Regions from separate parts of the Mus musculus genome. Here region 2 is linked to region 1. The links are chromatin contacts, called in public Hi-C maps. All regions are on one chromosome and are shown on one strand. Each heading gives the region's core, a stretch centred on a gene start, on an enhancer-like site or on the middle of the called end of the contact. The rest is flanking DNA. Distances are from core to core; before and after follow the strand shown.

Region 1 (3,127 bases), core at 236-2,735:
TGATTGCTGATCTGATGGGTGATATCCTTATGCCTGTGACTTGGGGACTACATTGATTCCCTCAGGTATCGTGAGGTTATTTTAATATAAATGAGTTTATTATTTACTAAATGTCCATACTGTGTGTATAACTGTCACTTCATAATGGATGCACCTTGGTCATTCCTGTGTCATTCCTGTGGCTGTGTTAACATTTCAAGACTCTCATTTCCCAGCTCTGTCTATGCTGTGTCTGTCTTTAGCCTTCCACTTTTCTTCATGTTTCTGCCTAGCGTTTTTTCATTCATATTTTTCTTTCCATTCCTATAGAGTTTCACCCATGCTTACATTTTGCTTAATTAACAGTTTTCGCAGCTGTATTCAAAGTCCATTAAGCATTGCTAATTGTTACTACTTGGTTGCTTCCCAGGGTTTCTAAAGAAGATAAAATAAAACAGGACCAAACATGACACCTTGGTTCACTGGGGTCATCTTGATCCCTATAAAACCTAGCATACAGCTTTATTAAACTGTGTTTTCTCATAGTGAGCCACACATACTGTGATAGCAATTTAAGATGACAAAGTATTATTACTGCTAGAGAAAACTTAGATATATTTTAAAACATGTTTACACTACCTTACAGATATAATTTAAAAACAAATTGTATACACTAAAGCAAGAAACTTTTGTTAAGAAACTTTTGTTTTTCTCCAAGCAAAAAAAAAGCCCAGAGTTGTGAGCGGTTGTCAATGGTACATGAATATTCAGATAAACCACCCAGGGTTACTTGGTTGTTTAAGATGAGGCTTGATCCAGTAGCATTTGAAAAAAAAAAGGGGGGGGGATACTTTTTGCCACTCAAAACAGTGCCACCTCATCTTCTTGGAGTTATATAGACCAGGGAGTTTTGGTAGATAATGTGTGGAGAAATATGAGAAACACATTATTTTAAACTCAAAAGAGGGACAAAGAACATGGAGTAGTTTTTCCTTTTCCCAGCTGCCCTCTGGTGGCAAAGACACAGCAGACAGCAGCCATGCTGAAGGAAGCTGCTTCCCTGCTTAAGAGGGACCAACCAGAGCCTTGCCTGTGCATGTGTGATTCCAAAGCGGAGTGCAGGGCCTCCTAATTACATCCTGCTTCCCCGTGGCATCTGCTCTTATCGTGGCTGCTCCAGGCTCCACCAGCTCAGTCAATACTCACATATTAGCAGGAGACAATCGATAGAAAAATTAAAAAGGAAAGTCAAGGTAATTAGGCTAAAGCTGCTGCTTATGAGTTTTCAATAATTGCTTTCGCTTCCTCTTGTTTCCTCATCTCTAGAAAAATAGGGCCTGATTGAAGGACTGGGTCGTGTTTGACTGAGGACATGTCAAAATTATACAAAGGCAGGCAGGAAATAGAATTAAGCTGTATTTGTTTTAGAGCAGTAAAGGGGCTTTGCATGATGGCAGGGGAAGAATAGGAGCTGATTTAAATGTCCCCATTAGCAGCTGTGCCATTGTCCCTACCTGTTTCTGTCACCAGCTTCTGCACCACTAGCAGGAGCCCACTCAGAAGCACCATGACACGTCCTATACCCAAGCTCCAGGGGAAGGCAAGAGGGAGACTTCCCCCAGAAAGCAGCATCCCGATCACTCTGGAAATTTCATTCTACCTTTTACAAAACTATGAACTAAATCAAAATCTCCTAGTTGCTAGCCGTTGTGTGCCGCTGTTGAGCATTGGTCTCTGGGTACAGTTGTCATGGATGGCAGCCCACTTATGAACACATTTGGGTGAACTGTATTTCCTAGGACAGGAAGTCAAGTCTCCATTTTGACCTGCCTGGGCATTTGTGTCCTCTAAACAGAGACACCCTTCGTCTTCTTGTTGCATGGTACGGTGCCAACTACCTTATAGAGGAGGAAATACCAAGGGAGCCCCTCCTCTGAGAGTGATGAATCAAGAAGGGGAAAAAAAAAGGATAGTTTTGTTACAGAGATATTTTATGTTTTATGTCCATTTACAGTCTACATATGCATGATTTCTGTCAGCTTAAAGCACTTTATAAACTTTATAACCAAATTATGTACTTACATCATTTCATTCACTGTTGATATATAGCTGTTAAACATCTGCCACATGCATATTTCTTTCAGGAAAAAAATGTAAAAGAGAATTCGATCTTGGTAAATACACAGGAAATATTGAGATGAAAAGAATATGATATGGAAGTATTTATTGTGCACCTGCTATGTCTAAAGCATAGAAGAGCCCACTGGCAAAAGACAAAAAAAAAAGATAGAACTCTTATCACCTTCCCCACGTGCCCCTTCCTTCCTCCCTCCCTCCATGTTTGTTGATCAGAAGTGAGTGATAATACCTGTGTTTGGGTCCAGGGCAGTCTGATTTACATCATCTCGTTAACTTAGACTTTTTCTTAAGGTGTAGGGATTGATGTGTCAAACTGCTCTTGAGGCAGGTAATTCACATGTTATTGTGGATAGGGATGCTATGGTGTGGCAAGGGGAGCAGAGGCCTAGAGAGCCAGGCTTGCTTGCCAAGAGCTGTTGCACTGATTCCCCTCTGTCACTCCTCTCCTACCTGAGCTTGTGTCTGTGACTCTGTCACCTGGAGAACTTGTAGCAAGGGGACTATGTTATGATGCATGACATGAGTTTGACATTTGTTTAGAATTGTACCAGGGCTCTGTAGAAGACTCCTGCTTCCCCTACAGCCTTCGGTTGAGGTGGAGAAATTACAAACCAAACAGCTTTGATCACCTTCCTCAGCTTCCTTGGCTCCACCTCCTGGTCCTTTCCATCCCTCAGGGGAGTCCCCGTCACAGCACTTAGACTCTCCTGCCCTTCTCTGGCCTCGCTATGATCACTTTTGGGGTGTGTGGTAACTACTGTGGTTTTTAAACAGTCTTCCTATGTTAGATCTGTAACTTACAATCCTCCTGCTTCAGCCTCCTTACTGCAGGTGTGTGTGTGCCTTCATGCCTAGCTCTGAGGAAAATTTATCTTTGTAATTTTTTTTTTTTTGGTTGTGAGGGTACATAATGAGAAGAAAACTTTTGAAAGTTGGCTTTCATTTTGTACCTCAATAGTACAGAGTCTGTCTGTGCTGTGAATTCCTGGCCTGTGGGTCTCTAGACATC
Region 2 (3,127 bases), core at 461-2,960, 140 kb after region 1:
AAGCAACAGGAAAATTAAAAAACAAAAATGTAATGTGGAAACCAAGCCAAAGGATGCAAAGAGATGAACTGGGTGAAATGCGCCTGCTGGGTCTGCTCCAAGCATGGACTAAGTGGTGTCTTTTAGACAATGGGTTGCCAGTAACCATCACATGAGCTGTTCTTATGGGGCATTGGGGTACAAACCAGAATGGTATGTACAAGAAAGGAAAATATAGATAGAGAAATTATAAATATAAGCATTAATTTGAAGATAGTGCCACTACAGATGGCAACAGGAACATGGTAGTTGCTAGAGAACCGCGGTTACATGGAGGTCTGTTATACTTGGTGTGTTGTTTCCAAAGAAGAATACATACAGATCTGTATGTGAGAACCATATGGTAGAGAGAGATGCTGACAGATGAGAGCTGTTGTGGACCAGAAGGGACTCACCACCATCATCAGTGTTGATATATGAAACAAAGGGAGACTCTGAAGTTGTGTTGGGAGGAGGTAGGTAAGGATGGGATCTTACGCACAGGTAGAATGGTTGGTTTTAGGGAGAAATGAGAATAGTTTGTTCATTGTAAATGCTTATGACTAGGAATTCAATTATTCCTCTGCATTTATATTTCGCAAGACACCTGTGTTTACCATCTACTATTTATTATATGTATTAACCGTATGGGATGGTATACACATGTGCACATACTATGGTACCCATATCATTGCCAGACAACAACTTGTGGGGTCAGTTCTTTCCTTCTACCCTGTGGACTCCCAATTTGGCAAGTTTTATGTCAAGCTAAAGTCATCTGAGAGTAGGGAACCTCAGTTAATAAAATGCTTCCATCAGAAGGGGGTGGAGGCAAGCCCGTAGCACATTTCTTTAAGTTAGTAGTTGGCAGGGTGTGGTGCCCACTATGGTGCCTCTGCTGGGCTGGTGGCCTTGCATTCTGTAATAAAGGAGGCTGAGCAAGCCAAGGGAAACAACCCAGTAAGTAGCACCCCTCCATGACCTCTGCATCAGCTTCTCCTCCAGGTTCCAGCCCTTTTTAAGTTCCTATCCTGACTTTCTTCAGTTATGATGTGGAAGTGTAAGCCAAATAAACCCTTTCCTCCCCGAATTGTTTTTTGGTCATGGGGTTTCATAGCAGCAATAGGAGCCCTAACTAAAAGACATTAGATCAGCAGGCTTGGCAGCACTTACCTACTAAGCCGATGTCCTGGTTCTTTTGGAACACAGCCATTGCTTTAGGTTCTTGGTCTGTGACACTCTAAAAATGATCTTGATTCTTTTGTCTAGGAGACTGAACCCTGTGGAAACAAACACACACACACAAACACACACAAACACACAAGGTGGGGGGAGTGAGGGACAGAGAGAGACAGAGAAAGAGGCAGAGGCAAAGATGTCCACTTCTTGTTTCCCCAGATGATTCCATACACATGATTGTCTGGGGGTGATGTACACAGCTCCTGAATTATGGGTCTAATGTAAATTCATCTGTGATTGGGAAAAGCAAATCTGTAAACCTTTGAAGTCAACCAAGTAGAAAACCATCTTTATACTTGTTTTACATGGACATGTGTGTACGTTCTCCACACGCAACCCCAAGGAGCGTGTTTCTGTGACTTCATCAGGTTTTTCAGGTTTAGGGAGCGTGTGTTTTCTTCTTGCGTGACTCTGAAGATGCAGTGTCCTTACTTCCTCTCTTCCAGTCTGTTGCCCTCCCCCGGATTGGCACCTGCTGAGGAGTAATTAGGGCAGTCCTAATTTGGACAACCAAATCCTGATTACAGTGAGAGGAAAAACAGGAAATGTTCTAGTTTTTCTGCCAGCAAATGACTGACTTAAATAGAAAGCCATGTACAATTCAAATGATCCAAAATGATATAACACTAGGGAGGGGAGGAGGGAGGAAGTAGGGAAACATTGCAGTCCGACTTCGCCCTCGTGATTCTCAGCAGATCTTGCATGGAAGCTGTCAAATCTGTGAGCTCACAATGCCCTCTGCTGAGAACCAGTCTCTCAGGAGAACCTGAGCAGAGCTGTGGGTTTAAAGATCTGAGGAAAGGTCAGGGACATCTCTCCTGTGAGAGCACAGTGCTCAAGAGAAAGACTGCTCTGGAATGATGTCATGGCACGTGATTGGGGTGCAGATGTTCCCTACAAGGGAAGTAAGAACTAGAAGTGTTTTCCTTAATTAGTCATACCCCTTGGAGCTTCAAGTAAACCCAGTTGTGAGTTCTGAAATGTACCATGTTCCTAATCAGGCAGTCTGTCTATTACTGTGCCACCTCTAAGCCAAATGCTTCTCTCCCCATGTTTGTCCTCTTTGCCCTGAGATTCAACCAGCAGTTCCATCTGTCCCCAACGAGTCATTTAATGCTTAGAATTCACAGTTTTTGTGAAGTTTCTCTTCATTTTAATTTGGTATCAGTTCATTAATTTTTCTCCAGTGGCCGGAGTACTCACACTTGTCTCTGTCTCTGTCTCTGTCTCTGTCTCTCTCTCTCTCAATCTCTCTCTCTCTCACACACACACACACACACACACACACACACACACACACACACACACACACAACCATGATGTTGAAGCTGGTAGAAAACACAAATAAAACCTCTGCTATATACTTAGAGGTTCCATTGATATCAGACACAGCATACTACTGAGAGTTATAAGCAGCTGGGGACTCACCTTTCAGCCATTCACTGTGTCTTCATAAAGGAGCTAGAAATTATGCTAAAGTATGAAGACACTTTGCAGCATGACACACCTGCAAGCTTAGCATGAACTCAGTGGAATTGCTGTAGAACTTGACTAGCATGCAAAGGGCCCTGGATTTGATCCCAAGCATACCAGAATGCTAAGGAGCACTCTTGAGAAAGGATGATGATAGCAGATCCAACTCAGGGGTAACACCTTGCTGCCCCCCTTGGCATGTTTGGTGAATGAATGAGGAAGCCTTTGCTAAACTGAATGGGGAGAATTGCAGTAAAGCAGAAGGGTGAATGGATGCATGCAGGAAAGCGAGCAAATCGTAACAAGGGCAGAATGTGTGCATAGGTAAGGAAGGGAAGTTTGGCATTTTCCCAGTTAGTGGCAAAGAGTACTATATGACTCCAATGGGGTGAGGTGG

The links. A called contact is a pair of places that touch in the nucleus more often than the background predicts.
Region 2: a Hi-C map of forebrain shows a contact between it and region 1, with 4 times the contacts expected there. The contact joins two enhancer-like sites. A contact is called at or near these places in 3 of 484 Hi-C or Micro-C datasets (cerebral cortex, forebrain and uterus) and 1 of 115 datasets of contacts at active chromatin or transcription factors (neural progenitor cells).

The regions. Positions count from the first base shown.
Region 1 is chr6:33,680,941-33,684,067 of GRCm38.p6, forward strand. The region is part of intron 10 of Exoc4 (exocyst complex component 4); the gene reads left to right. Among named protein-coding and RNA genes, the nearest start is that of Gm38785, 240 kb to the left of the region's middle. Within about 2 kb of position 1,486, at least 64 of the 459 cell types and tissues checked have an H3K27ac peak or open chromatin away from gene starts, as enhancers often do. A contact at or near this core is called in cerebral cortex and forebrain, where this site is marked.
Region 2 is chr6:33,822,116-33,825,242 of GRCm38.p6, forward strand. All of the region lies in intron 12 of Exoc4 (exocyst complex component 4), which reads left to right. Among named protein-coding and RNA genes, the nearest start is that of Gm13853, 170 kb to the right of the region's middle. Within about 2 kb of position 1,711, at least 56 of the 459 cell types and tissues checked have an H3K27ac peak or open chromatin away from gene starts, as enhancers often do. A contact at or near this core is called in cerebral cortex and forebrain, where this site is marked.